5 separate regions of the Mus musculus genome follow, and all the other regions are linked to region 5. A link is a contact called in public promoter capture Hi-C data. All regions are on one chromosome and are shown on one strand. The core of a region is the stretch at or near the end of the contact, and the rest is flanking DNA. Distances in the headings are between cores, read along the strand shown. Region 1 holds the start of Nmt2 (N-myristoyltransferase 2). Region 2 holds the start of Meig1 (meiosis expressed gene 1). Region 3 holds the start of Acbd7 (acyl-Coenzyme A binding domain containing 7). Region 4 holds the start of Fam107b (family with sequence similarity 107, member B). Region 5 holds the start of Upf2 (UPF2 regulator of nonsense transcripts homolog (yeast)).

The links. Promoter capture Hi-C pulls out the DNA fragments that hold promoters and counts their contacts. Capture Hi-C pulls out chosen DNA fragments and counts their contacts.
Region 1: a promoter capture Hi-C map of pre-B cells shows a contact between it and region 5, with 3 times the contacts expected there. The contact joins the promoter of Nmt2 here to the promoter of Upf2 in region 5. A contact is called at or near these places in 1 of 39 promoter capture datasets (pre-B cells) and 1 of 484 Hi-C or Micro-C datasets (CD4 T cells).
Region 2: a contact with region 5 is called in a promoter capture Hi-C map of liver, with 2.6 times the contacts expected there. The contact joins the promoter of Meig1 here to the promoter of Upf2 in region 5. A contact is called at or near these places in 4 of 39 promoter capture datasets (the C10 cell line, liver, neutrophils and 1 more), 2 of 484 Hi-C or Micro-C datasets (CD4 T cells and erythroblasts) and 2 of 9 other capture datasets (adipose tissue and liver).
Region 3: a contact with region 5 is called in a promoter capture Hi-C map of liver, with 6 times the contacts expected there. The contact joins the promoter of Acbd7 here to the promoter of Upf2 in region 5. A contact is called at or near these places in 2 of 39 promoter capture datasets (liver and pre-B cells), 1 of 484 Hi-C or Micro-C datasets (CD4 T cells) and 2 of 9 other capture datasets (adipose tissue and liver).
Region 4: a contact with region 5 is called in a promoter capture Hi-C map of liver, with 4 times the contacts expected there. The contact joins the promoter of Fam107b here to the promoter of Upf2 in region 5. A contact is called at or near these places in 2 of 39 promoter capture datasets (liver and pre-B cells) and 1 of 484 Hi-C or Micro-C datasets (B cells).

Annotation. Positions count from the first base shown.
Region 1 is chr2:3,282,762-3,285,461 of GRCm38.p6, reverse strand. It overlaps Nmt2 (N-myristoyltransferase 2), which reads right to left and starts at 1,250. Exons shown (of 14, transcript NM_008708.2): 1 at 1,056-1,250. The coding sequence starts at 1,165.
Region 2 is chr2:3,417,731-3,420,430 of GRCm38.p6, reverse strand. It overlaps Meig1 (meiosis expressed gene 1), which reads left to right and starts at 1,302. Exons shown (of 3, transcript NM_001355207.1): 1 at 1,302-1,460.
Region 3 is chr2:3,334,726-3,337,425 of GRCm38.p6, reverse strand. Acbd7 (acyl-Coenzyme A binding domain containing 7) reads right to left here and starts at 1,258. Exons shown (of 4, transcript NM_030063.2): 1 at 1,205-1,258. The coding sequence starts at 1,216.
Region 4 is chr2:3,712,153-3,714,852 of GRCm38.p6, reverse strand. It overlaps Fam107b (family with sequence similarity 107, member B), which reads right to left and starts at 1,395. Exons shown (of 4, transcript NM_025626.4): 1 at 1,217-1,395.
Region 5 is chr2:5,950,124-5,952,823 of GRCm38.p6, reverse strand. Upf2 (UPF2 regulator of nonsense transcripts homolog (yeast)) reads right to left here and starts at 1,355. Exons shown (of 22, transcript NM_001081132.1): 1 at 1,271-1,355.

The DNA.
Region 1 (2,700 bases), core at 1-2,500, 2.7 Mb after region 5:
TCCCTATCGTGTTTTTAGGCTGACCCACTTCTCCAGTCACCATGGTTCGCAGAATCTCACTTCTAAGGGGCAGCAGTAACAGTCTGTGCCAGCGCATAGTTTGAATCCAACAGGGTAAAAGGCTGAGGCAAACAGCACCTACAAAGGGACACCGGTCTTTATTTAAAATGATCCTCCAAACCCCGCCTCTAAAACAGAACTTCAATACCAGCCTTAACCAGAAGCAGTCTTTTCTCGAAGAAAAAAAAATCAAGTCTGTAGGGGAGAAAAGAGGGCAGCATAGATTGAGAAACCGATCAAATGTTAAAGTACTTGGTGCATTTGGCTTTGGAGATCAGACACCAGTTTTGCAGGAGGGGCAAGGTCGGGGCCGCGGGAACTCCGTTCACCCGTCAGCTCTGCTCTAGAAAGCTCTGAGGGCACGCTCAGAGGCCGCAAAGCTGAACGCCCTCAGGCGTCGGCTGAGACCTGTCTCCCTCCCCCTCTCCCGGTCTCGGCGCCCCTTTCCCGGCCTGGGAGGCAGAACTTTGCGCAGTTCGTCGCCAGCAGCCGAGACCGCCAGAGGCGCATCCCTATCCCACCCCCACCGCCGGCTCTGCGGGTTTCCTCTCTACAGGGGGTTAGTGGCGGCTGGGGGGGGGGGGCGCGAAAGAACTAGAAGGATGCCAAGGCACAAGTGGAACGACTTGCATCTCCCTCGCCTCGCCGGTCCAAGACGCCGCCACCGCAAAGGGAAGGGCCTTGCGTCCTTGCTAAGTTCCCACCCGAACCACTCGCCGTGGTAGGGTGAGGCCAAGCCAGCGGGGGCGCGCGGCAGGTGACTGTCGCGTCGCGGGTTCCCGGGCCCGAGTCGCAGTCTCCCCGCCCACCTCAGCCCTCGCCCACCACTGCGTGCTCCCCGAGAGCTGGGAGACCTGCACCTCACAATGGTCTCGGGATGAGGACACCGCCAAACGGAGCCTCCGGTCTAGGGGCTCCCGCACGCCACGAGCGGGCGCGGGAGCCCTGAGGTGCGCGCGGTCCCCGCCCTGTCGCGCCCGCGCGCCACCTCCTACCCTTTGGCGTGTTCGGTCTCCTCCTCATTGTCTCCGTCTATTCCGCACGTGTCCTGGTCGTCCAGCTCTAGGCTCTGCTGGCTGGCCGCAGACTCGCTGTCCTCCGCCATCGCGGCGGCTCCGAACGGCTGGGGAGGCGGCGCTCCGAGCAGCAAGCAAGGCGCGACAGGGCGGGCGCGGCCGCAGCTCCCTCTAGTGCCGCCCACCCTCGGGCACCGAGTCTCGAGTCTGCGGCCCCGCCCACCCCCCGGTCACGCCCATCACAGCCGGCCCGGCCCCGCCCACTCCCTTGAGGCTCCCGCCTGTCTATGCAGTCCCGCCCGCCTCAGTCAGGGCGGGCCCCGCCCACATTGCGTGCCTACACCCGCCCACTTCATCAGTTCTCCCACTTAGGCAGTCGAGGCCCCGCCTACCTCGCCTTCCCACTTCCGCCTATTTTAGCGGGTGAAGACCGGCTCCTCTCGTGGTCCCGTTTCCGCCTGGGCTAGCGAGGCTCCGCCCACCTCGCCTTCCGCTTCGGCTCCACTCCGCCAGCACTGCCCCGCCCACCTCGCTCGCCCGCTCGGGCCTCCTCAGCGGGCACGGCCCCGCCCACCTCAGCCAGCAGAAGGGCGAAAGCACGAGGCCGGCCCTTCCTCAGTCTAAAGCTGTGAGGTGGGGCGGTGGGGGAATGGTGGAGCCGGAGCGGGAGCCGGAGGCCGAGGCTTTTGGGCTTGGGGCGTGGCCTGAATGAGGATGCGTTTGTGGCTCCAAGGCTAGACCTGGTCACTGCAGGCTGGATTGCAGGGCTGCGCGGCAGCCTTTGCGACCACTGCCTACAGATTCTATATGTCTGTGTGCCTCAGCGCTCTCGACTTCTGCAGGGATTTTTTTTTTCACTCAGGCCTGCGATTCCCTAAAGCTCTCCCTGCCTCCTCTTCCACATGTTCTTCAAAATTTTCCATTTCACATTTTAGTATCTAATGCTTATCGAGCCAAAGCTCCGCCCTCCCCACCTCCCCGCTGCAAGCAGCCTCAGAGTCCTCAACAGAAAATGACTGGAGTTGGTTTTTGTTTGGTTGACTGGGGTTTTTGTTTGTTTGGTTGGTTTTTTTCTTTTGCTTGCATGTTTTTGTCTAGATGGGTTCGGCTGAGAACAGAATGAACATTTTGTGAAACATGAAGACACCCAGATTAGGGGGATTGGGTCGTTTTAGGCAAGTCTGTCGGCTCTCTCCTAAGTGAAGGTCATGACCTAGACCACCAAGGAAACCTGTATGGGCAGTGTTGAAATCGTCCTCCATCAGGAAACAGGAGAGGAAGAAAGCCAAGCATGGTGGCCCATGCCTGTTATCCCAGCAGTCCTGGATGTAAAAAGTCCCGGAGGTCAAAATGAGGAGTTCTTTGAGGCCAGCATCCACTGCATACAGAGTTCAAGGACATCTTGAGCAACAACAGACTCCTCTCAGGGAAAATAAAGGACTGGGGGATAGAGGAAAGAGAATCTCCTGGGTGTACCAGATAAGGCAAAGGTGAAATCCATATTGCTGTTAAATACTTCCCACAGCAGGCACTCGGTTGCATTCCAGAGACAGGGATTTTTCAAAGATCCTGCCAGACCACCAGAAGACTGTGAGGCGGTTTTACAAAGGCAGTTGCTGAGAAA
Region 2 (2,700 bases), core at 53-2,552, 2.5 Mb after region 5:
CTGAAGTGTCCTGTGTTTAGTATTTCTGTCTCACAGCAACCCAAGCAGACAGGCTCTTATTGTTCAGTTGTTACATTGTTATGTAAATTGCACAAGGTCTTCTCAGTAAACAGAGTCCAGACTTAAATTCAAGGCCTGTGTTCTGAAGTGCCTTCCTCGTAGCTACCTTGCTTTTCCTGCTCATAGTGGCAGCAGCGGCAATGTGATGGTGAAATATATTTCCTCACTTTGAGCATGCTGCATACACATTTGCATGCTAGGAGCTGTTCGGCTAGGTATGGCTGGTGCAAAGTGACCCAGGATTACCGAGGAAGACAACAAACCTATAAGAGTCATATGGAAATTTCAAGGCTTTACTGACCTTATAAACCTCTGAAGCTTTCGTTGTTTATTTTGTTTGTTTACTGTGAATAAAATAGAAAGCTATTACAGGGTCACAGCCCAAGCCCAAGACTGACATAATCTTACTTAGATTTTAAGTGTCTGGTGCTGACTGTTGTGTGGAGAACAGGCTATGGGGGTGGGGATCAAGGTTGGGAATTAGTGTGGTGGCCAGAGACTGCCAAGAGATGGCTTTTTGGACTTGGGTGGGAGCTATTAAAGCCAACAGGTCTTGCTGATGGATGGAATAATAGAAACAGAGGATTGTAGGTAACAGCTAGTCAAAGAGGAAAATGTGTAAGTAGAGTTTCCTTTGTTTGGATATGGAATATAAACTGTTTAGATAGGTCTAAAGTTCAGAGATACATCTTGGCTAAGGAAATTAGAGAGTTATAGATCCGTTTTTTTTTTTTAAACTTAAAACCTCTTTAGTGTTAAATGACACTTTTAACTAGGACCTTGCTGAATTTGATCTGTAAAAAAATATGGCTTGTGTTTAACAACTAGTTCACAGAATCCCTGCACTGTTAAGTACTGGTTCCGGGGCTTTTCAATGACTTGGCGTTGACCTTTTCCCTTTCACCCTCGATTTATTAGACAATCATCGTGACTCTCGACTCAAAATACGGATCGTTAATCACTTTTCACCGAAATAGGTGATATATTAACTATCCGTTTAGATACTAATGGGAAAAAAATCTATAGATGGTAACGTTTTCATTTAGTGATCCAAGCACACACTTCTATCAGGATTCTGAACCTGTAAAATGTCTATTCTCTCAAACGCTTTCAACAGCGAGCATTAGTGAGCAGCGCCAACCGGGGAATCCCCTCTGCAGAGAACTCTTCGCCCAGCCTGGCCCTTGTGCATGCGCACAAAGACCCAGAAGCGGGGGGCGGGGTCGGAGGAAACTGGGCTTGGCTCGCTCACGTGGACCGGCCGAGCGGCGTCACGGCGTTGCTAGGAGACGCGCCGGTTACACCGGCCGTAACAGTTGGCCCCTGGCTGTCTCAGCTCAAGATCCCGAGTAGAGAACACGAACACCGCTGCGCCCTCCTGCGAGGCCGGCTGAACGAGGGTAATCGCGGATAGCGGGAGCCGTCCCCCCCCTCCCACACACACACACACTGTATGTATGTGTATGTGATGCCAGGGCTCAGATGCTAGTTCAGTTTCTTCCAGCAGATTATACCTTACAAACATCGTGATATATGGGGGGAAGAAAGCGGTTTCTGGCAGACAGCATGCTAGCTGTGAGAACACTCTTACGGGGTGGCTTTACACAAACGTGGCACACCTAGACCAGAAGGGAGTGCTTGACGGTGGGGGGTACTTTCGTCTTTAAAATGAACATCCGTTTTGAGGACTGTGTTCAGAAAACGATGTTCGGACCCAATGTGAGAACTGAGTTCAGAATACAGTCCCAGTATGTTCGTTATCTCGAACAAGGTTTACACGTAGTTAGAGGGATCCTGCCACCTGCTAGGAGCACAAATCATGATATAAGGTGAGGAGATGGGGATTGGAAGATTAGGCATGTTATCTAATTACGGGTTACAAGGCAAAAGCTCCAGCGACAACACGCTGGACTTGGCCACCCATCCCAAATACACCAATTAAGGAGACACACAAAGTGAACAGTAGAGAAAGATGTAATTAACATGGTACACTAGCGAGGGTAATAAGGAAAAAAATCCTGGGGCCCCAGGTTTGTGTTTGGGGGGCTGGTATGAGCGTAAGGGTTAAGTAGAGGAAGAAACTAAACAGGGCATAAAAGGTATTCATAACGGTCTCATTTAAGTTGTGAGTCCAGGTTGTAGTGTCCTTCACCCCTGTGGTGTCAACTCTCATGCTACAAGGCACCTGGTGGAAATCCAAGATTTCTCAAATTCTTGGCCGCCTAGATCTTCAGCTTTGAAGGGTGGTGAGATAGTTTAAATAGACAGACCATGATTGGATGGTTAACATCCCGGTGCAGATAGGCATTCCTCTGACCCAAAGTAAAGGGGTCAGACAAAACCAAGGCGAAGGTACCAGGCTTCAGCCTCCTTTTGGGTTACCTTGTGGGTCTAAATGAAGAGTTTCTGTGTTATGTTTTTGTAGTCGTTTCTAAATGGCTGTTTGAAGGCTTGAGGTAGTAGCTGGCTCCAGCATAGGTGACTACGGTTACATTAGAACTGAATGTCAGGGACCTAAGTACATACATAACTCTTAATAGTGCTTAATGAAATTCAGTTTCTAAAAAGTAGACATTCAAGCCTTGCCACTTCCTGTTTATAGTGGTACACACACATATGTATGATAGAAATTAAGTGTGT
Region 3 (2,700 bases), core at 9-2,508, 2.6 Mb after region 5:
TATATTACTACATTGGTAAGAATTTCAAATTGAAATAATACACATATGTTTTAAGAACTTTTCATTTGTAACAATTTATTCTTTAAGCATAAACAAAGTGACTTAAACTTTCAGTGACTGCAATTCCAGTTTTCTTTGATCATACTGATGCTGATATCTAGCAAGTATATATTTTTTAAAACTAGAATCTTATTTTATCGAAATGAAAGAACATTTTCATTACAGCAATAATAGATTTAATACATTCAACACTGATAGTAATAGAAACCCACACCCTGTATCAATTTTAATTATTGAACTAAGGCTAGCCTTCAATGCTGCCCTATTGTCAGGGTGGCATTCATATGCCTTAGCTCATTGTCCCTTCGTGATATTCTTTAACTTTTAAATCCTAAAGATTCCCTTCTCCAATGCTGCTTTAAATGCTGCCCATGGAGGTAGCTCATTTAACTGCCTCTCTCCTCTTTTATTTGCTCTATGTTTATTACGGCATATATGCGGGTGCACATGTACCATGGCATGCATTTGGAGGTCAGGGAACAATTGCAAGGGACACTTCTCTCTCTCTACCATGTGCATTCTGAAGGTTCTGATCTCCAGGCTTGCCAGCAGATAGAACTCGTGCGCGCGCACACCTTTCATTATACACACATAGAAAGAGGGCATTTATATATAAAAGCAACCTATATGTGTTTATCTGAGAAAAGGGCTTCCTGGTTTTTAATTCCTATTTATTCTCTTTTCACTCTTATCAATAAAACAGTAAAGTCAGAGCTTTATAATCTAGCCCTGTTATTCAACAAAACACATCTATGAAAATCTCCCGAGGTCCCCAAGAGCAAGGGGATGTGGAGACCCCAATGGATGTCACTTGCTTCCTGGAGTTGTTAAGAGAGAGAGGTGAAGAAGCCCCCGCCCCCAGGAGCTTGTCAATTCTTCAGATCTGGGTAATTTTCCCAGAGGGCCAAACAGGTTGCTATAGAGATCCTGGGTCCTTGTCAACAGATGGTGAAGTACAATATATTGTGAAATATACTGCCCCACACTGCTTAGGCAGGTGTGGGAGTCACTGCAGGGTCGCAGCAGCAGAAGGCTCCTGGGGGTTACCTGCCCCTGTCCTGTCCCAGGGCTACCACACCTCCTCTCGCCCCATCAGAGCGCTTCGGATAATTGCTTTGGCATGGCCTTCCCAGATCTGGCTTACCTGCAAGGACATAATGATGAGACACGGAATGCTGTGACTCTCCCAGCTCAGAGTGAGAGTCCCCGGGGAGCGGGCTCCGCTGCTTAAAGAGCAGTGCTCCTCCTCCGGTCTCTCCTATTGGTTGCTCTCTGGGCATGGAGGACTAATTGGCCACAGGAGCGGGAGGGAGTGTCTGGGAGGTAACTCAGCCCAGTGTCTCGGAGCTCATTTAATCTCCTCTCTCTTCTTTTACTAAGGCGAACTTGCAGGTGCACGCATGCCTCCGCTGCCTCTCCTCAGTTGAGACTGTGGCTGTTTCCTTCCCTTTTCCTTGCCTCTCCATTCTACCTCTGGGTGTAGCGGTGTTAACTATAGCACTGTATGTGCTGAAGTTCTTCAGAGTTGTTCCTTAACCCAGAGAGAATACACATAACACCTGTCACCTGACCTCAGGGATGGCCGATAGCGTCTCTCGGGAATTCGAGACATGGTGTTGGTTTTGTGCTTACATGACTATACACAAATGTTCTGAACCTTACCAGGCGCCTTTTCTCCTTACTGATCTGATCTATGGAAGGGTGGCACTGCTACCCACTGTTGCCTGGGGTGGCCCGAGTGCTCAAGACACCTCCCATTCATATTGCTGCCCTGGACACAGATGTGGCTATAGACACTCCAATGGCACAGACTCGAAGCCTGTGCTTTGACTTGGTATCTCGTTACTAAAGTCCATTCCCAGTTAAGTGACTTTTAAATGTTGGACTGATTGTAGACATGCAGGAAAGGCCATAATGAAGTGGATATTTTGGACAATTACTATACACTAATTAAAAAACTAAAAATAATCGTTATTAACAGTATGTTTGTAGACTCCACAAAACCACAATAGCATACAATGCTGGGCAAAGCTCAGAATTCCATGCAAGCAAGAAGAATCTAGTGTTCAATTCTTGAACATTTTGTTGACAGACTGTATTGTCAGCTCTAATGCTACGATTTCTGACTCAGACTCTTAAGCTAATGTTATATTGTTGTATCCTTTAAATCCAGCAGTTCAAGAATTAAGACAAAAAGAATACTTTCATAAACCTTCTAAGTTATTAAAATATTTTGAGATATTTATAAAATTAACTATGATCATAAATGGTACATTTATAAACTGTTTATTCACAAACATAACTTATTTACAATGTAAAATAAAAGCTATCATTGAAAAGTAAATTGACCATTTAGTGTATATATAGACTACCAAATGCATAGTAATTTAGGGAACTATGGGAAGCATATATTTGTTAAAAAAAAAAACCTGAACATAAACTGATTAAACATAATCATAAACATAAATTGATGTAAATAAAAATAAAATAAATAAATAAATAATAAAATAAAAATAATAAAATAAAAATAATAAAATAAAAATTAAAAACTGAATTGATGTAAAATAAGAGCTATAATTGAAAAGTAAATTGACCATTTGGTTTGGTGTGTGTGTGTATATATATATATATATATATATA
Region 4 (2,700 bases), core at 146-2,645, 2.2 Mb after region 5:
CAATGTGTTCATTTAGACTCTCTCTCTCTCTCTCTCTCTCTCTCTCACACACACACATACACACACACACACACACAAACTTCCCTGCCACCTATAAAGCAAATACACCTTCATCCTCAGGGTATGTGTGGGTGGTGGCCACATGAGTGACCTATCTTCTGGTTTTTAATTTATCACAAATATATATGATTATTAATTCAAAGTTGTAAAGCCTGAAACTCCAAACACTAAGGAACCGTCCCTAGACAGGCATCTCTGACAGGATTTAGAGCAACTTTAACATGTCCAAATGCTAGTGAGGTAGCATGCCTAGAGAAAGTGTACCTGTTAGCAGGGAGGCTCAAATTCAGAAAGTCAAGCCAAACAGGGCTCCTTCTGTTCCCCTGTTGGCGCCTCCAGTATCACCCCCCATTCTGACTAAGTAACCTCACTTAGCAGTCCTGGACAAAAATCTGAGAAGGGATTGGGATGGCTGGTGTGTGCACTTCATCCTCTCAACAGGAACTCTCTACATTTCAAAGAGAGCTGGGGACGCTTCACTTCCAGCACACATGTCAAAACTTGGCTCTTATACACCAGATTACCTCCCAGTCATCCAGAAATGTTTCAGGAGGCAATCACTGAGTCCCCCAAAAATGTGGGGACTTCTGCGCTGACATCACCCAAACCCCCTGGCTTGACCGGACTCCAAGAGGCACAGCAGAGTCCAACATAGAAAAGTTACTTGCAGACAGGAAACAGTGTCACTACCACCTTTCAAAGCAGCACGACCCCGCCTTTGTCTGCCGGGTAGGAGCCGGCTTCGGGACGCTGACCCTGTCCTGCTGCCGGGACAGGCAAGGCGGGCATCTGGCCCGGGGCGCGCAGCCACTGCAGCCTGGGTCTTAAGGTCTGGGTCTGCAGGGCCGAGGATGCAACAATGAACCAACCAAGCAGCAGCCTGGATTCCCCCCTCTCCAGGGGGCCCCTCCGCCCCGGCGCCCCTCGATCCGGGCCGCCGCCCGGGCCCTGCACCCTAGACCTCCCCAAGCAGCGCAGGGCCACCAGGCTCCCCGCTGCTCGCCTACGCCCGAGGGACCGCATACCCCAGCCCGCCCTGCAGGCCAACGACAGGGTCCCCCAGGCCGGGGTCAGACACCCGTCGCTTTCTCCCGGCGGGCGGCCGCCTTGCAAGCCCCTCGTCTTTGTGTGAGAAGTAAGTGTGGGGCCAGCCTACCTCGCACAAAGGCGCGCTGCTCCCTGGCGCGCTCCGCTGCTGGCGTTGGTACCCGGCACCTTAGCCACCGAGGTGGCGAGAGGGCGGTTCCGACGGCGGTTGCAACGCCGGAGTAAGAAGCCCGTCCGGCTCGGGGCGGCTCTCGCACCCGGCGGCCTCGCGCGTCAGAATTAAGTGGCGGGGCGGGCCGGGGACGGGGCGGGGCCGCTGAGTCATCACTAAGTCACGCCCAACTCCTAGGCCACGCCCCCGAACGGCCGACCACGCCCCCCGAGCTTTCAGCCTTGCTTTGCCCTAGTGGACTCAGATGAGAGCTCTGGATCCTTGGTCATGTGGCAGGGGCCTCTGTTGTGCGGGTTTACTTTCCTTTGCTTGGGTGCCCAGGAAAGGACCAGGAAGGTGGAAGGAAAAGTTGTCACCTGTCTAATGGAAGGTGTCAGCTGCAAGTTCACGGGGCCCACAATTTAAAATTCATTATGCATCTGCTTTTGAGTTTATTTCTCATCTTTCTGTCTCTCCTTTGTATATGTGTTTCTCTCTGTCTGTCCCTCTCATGCTCTGTCTCTCTGTTTGTCCTTCTCTTGCTCTCTCTGTTTCTCTTTCTGTTTGTCCTTTCTGTCTCTCTGTGTCTTATGTCTTTATGTATCTGTAGCTCTCTTACTGTGTGTCTATGTCTCTATGTTACTGTGTATCTCTTATTGTATCTCTGTGTTCTCTCTCCTTTTTGTTCTCCCCCACCCCTTTCTCTTCGGTCTGTTGAAACCCTGCCAAATATTTTTTTTGGAAGAAAATCAAAAAAGGAGTTTGTTATAATTACATAAAGTCACAGTCAACTGAAGGCTCAGAACCCACTGACCTGGGCTTTCCTCTCCACCCTCACCAAAGGGCAGATGGAGAATTTAGATCAAGGAAGGACTGATCTGATCTTTAAAAAAAAAAAATCTAATTTCATTCTCTAGCTCTCCTGAATTGTTTCCCTGCCCTACCCAAAATTCCAAGGGTGCCATTTACATGAATCACGAGTTCAGCCATTTACATGAATCACGAGTTCAAAAGCAGGCCCTGTCTCAGGGTGAGAACAAGGCCAGCAGGTTGATGGATTCCATACCAAAGCCTTTTCATTTTCTTGGCAACAGATGACTAAGGATTTATTTATTAGGAAACTTTTCTGACTCAAAGAGCTTAGGTCATATTTGCACAGGGGGAAAAATGCTGTCAGTGGATTTCAATGAGCAAATTACCTATTCCAAATGTTTCAGTCTTACAGAGTCCTCTTAGCCAGCTCCTGGGCATCCTCCCAATCCAGGAGCAATAGACACACTCACCCCAGGATTCACATTACTTCACATTAGTCTAAAATACAGCACGTAATAGTGATAACTTTGCAATATTCCTTTGCCGCTTTCTCATAGAGGTAAGCCAACAATAATTTCCTCAGAGCCTTCCCAGTCCCAGGGGCTCTCTGCTGTGCTTCACTCGCAGTC
Region 5 (2,700 bases), core at 106-2,605:
TAAGTACATTCTAAACTTCCAAAAGAAAGTAAAAACTGTTTTACTAGTAAGACAGACTCTAATGCAGTGTCCTGGAGAGAGGACAGAGAACGGAGGTGTCCCCTAATACAGCTATAAGTTTGCTAAGTACCATATGGTCTATGTATGAAATCACAATCAGACTGCTCTGAAAACACTACAGAGTAAGAGAATGCTGGTTTACCTTTCAAGTCTGTGTTTTGAACTCAAAATGTTCTAAAGGTAGAACAGCACAGAGATATCTTCCGGTTTCTGAGTTTATTCTTTTACAAAATCCTTATATATGTACGAGACTTATTCAAATTTTTTCAGAGATTTCACCACAGCTCAAAAGTGGCTTTCCTGACGATCTGTACGACTTTTATGAACCCCTAAAAACTATGACAAATGAGAAGGGTCAGTAACAGTCTTATTTTCATCTAATGTGTCAATCGGTACATTTAAGGTTTTCTAAGAGCAAGGCTATTCGCTTCCATGCGTACCCCCAAACCTGTAAGCAGCCTCTGCTAGGCTTCTCTTTAGTTCAACAGTACTTGCTTGTAAGGGAAGTAATGAAAGCCTTGAGTTCGAGTCGAACAGTCAACCATCCTACCTGATTAAAAGGAAGTAAACCCGAACAGCCCCGTTGCCCCCCATCCGCAGGTCCGCTCCAAGCCTCTTCCCCTGCACACGCATCACCCACAAATCTCCCACAAACCCCCGCTGGGTCTCAGGGTCCCACCATTGACACACTTCCCGTCCACAACTCCTATTCCGTGGGGACATCTAAGCCCCAAGCCTAACTTCTCATCCCACACTCCCTCAGACTGCAGCCTCTCCAGCTCGACTGCCTACTCCACATCTTCCCCGCTCCCTCGTCCACGCTTCCCTCCGGACCGCCGAGCTCGCCCCAAGCCTCTCCTCGCACTCTTCCACGCCCCCGAACACCTTCCCCCTCCACGGCAGGCTCCTCCGCCTCCAGCCCCGACGCTGGGCCCAGGCATGCGGGGCAGACACCTCTTCTATCGCCCCTCACGCCGGCCTCGGCCGGGCCGAGACATCCCCCCCACATTGACCGGAGCCTCCGGGAGAGGGGTCTGAGGAGGACGACGTCCGATCCGCTCGTCCCTCCACTGCTCGCCGCCCCCGGAGAGCTGGAGTGCGGAGTCGCCTCTCGGGTCCCTCGGGGAGCAGGAGTCCGGACCGGTAGCCCTCCGCACCAGCTCGTCCCTATCGTCGGAGTGGAGGGGGAAGGAGGATCCCCGGAACTCACCTAGTGCCTGTTGTCAACATTAGCCCCGGGTTTCCCAGCACCAACTCCAGCGCTCGGGCTCCCCTCCCCTCCCCCCGCCGCTCTCGCAGACGAGGGCCCGCCTTCCCTCCGCTCCCCTCCTCCCTCCGCCCGTCGGCCCGCCCGCCCGCCACTCACCAACGCGGCCGGGCTGCTAGGGGGGCGGGGCGGAGCGCAGAGGGAAAAGGAAAAGGCTGCCCGCACGACTGCCTAGTCCAAATGGACCTTCGTCTCCGGTCCCTCGCTATGTGTTCAATCCCTCGTCTGGGTTAAGAAGTGATCAATCTATACCTAATCTCGAGGATGTGCTTCTCCTTCAGATATTCGTTGAAATTCTCCTATCTGTAAATTTTTATGTACAGGCAATGAATAGGACAACCGCTTCCAGCACCTCCAATCAGGGCCCCAGCAGAGGGGAGGAGTGTTCCAAGGACCGGAGGCGGGAAGTGGATTGGTCGTCAGGAAAGGGAAAGCGCCTGAATTGGAGATGCGCAGGCGCAAGCGATTCACGGCTGGGGGCGGGGGTGGGGGGAGCGAGAATGAGACGGGGCGGAACTCTAAGGAGGCATAGAAGAGTGGTGGGATAGTAGAATTACGGGGCGCTGTCGAGGTCAAGGTTGGTAACTTAGTTCTCCGAAGGTTGCCTGATGCGAACGTGAGGAACGGGTTCAAGAAGGCAAACTTTGATTGGACTAATACCGAAAGGTTGAAGGTTTAAAAAATCGAAAAGCTAAAGAACATGGCTGTTGAGGAAGGTAGAGGTAGAGTAGACTGGTGGGGGAATTTCCAGAACCGGTTTAAGGTGTTGGACATGAAAAACAGCTAAAATAGAGAGCAATCAAGGCTTTTCCCATTTGGAAAATATAGAAAGCCCTCTATTGTAAGTATTATAACTTTCACAGTGGAATGAAATCGCCCCGTTTTTAAAGGGATGGGGTTACGAACTTGAACCAAATTGACTGTGAAGTGCATTATCAGCTGCTCAACCTGTTTTCCCAAGTGGATATAATGTGCTTCTGACCTCCGATTCGTGTTCAGATTGTGGTCTGCTTAGATGTACATATGGTTCTGCTCTGGTTGGCCCATAGCCAAAGGAACAAAGGTGCAAAACAAGTCTGGATTCATCAGTGTTCAAGCCCGTACAATGATCTGCTACCAACCTTAGTGCTTGAGATGTCTTTGCCCCCTTTTTATTCAGCCTTTGCCCATTTGCTTTCTCCCTGCCCACTTCATTATTAGCAAGTAAATTCTCTTTCAAATTGTGCACCTCCTGGGTTAATTTTTTCTTGTTCAAAACAACCAATAGGTCAATCACGTAAAGGGCACCGAAGGAGGGAGAGGTGAATGCTGCCACTCTATGCCATTGATAAGTAATTATGAGAAGCTTTTTGTTTTTTGTTTTTCGAGACAGA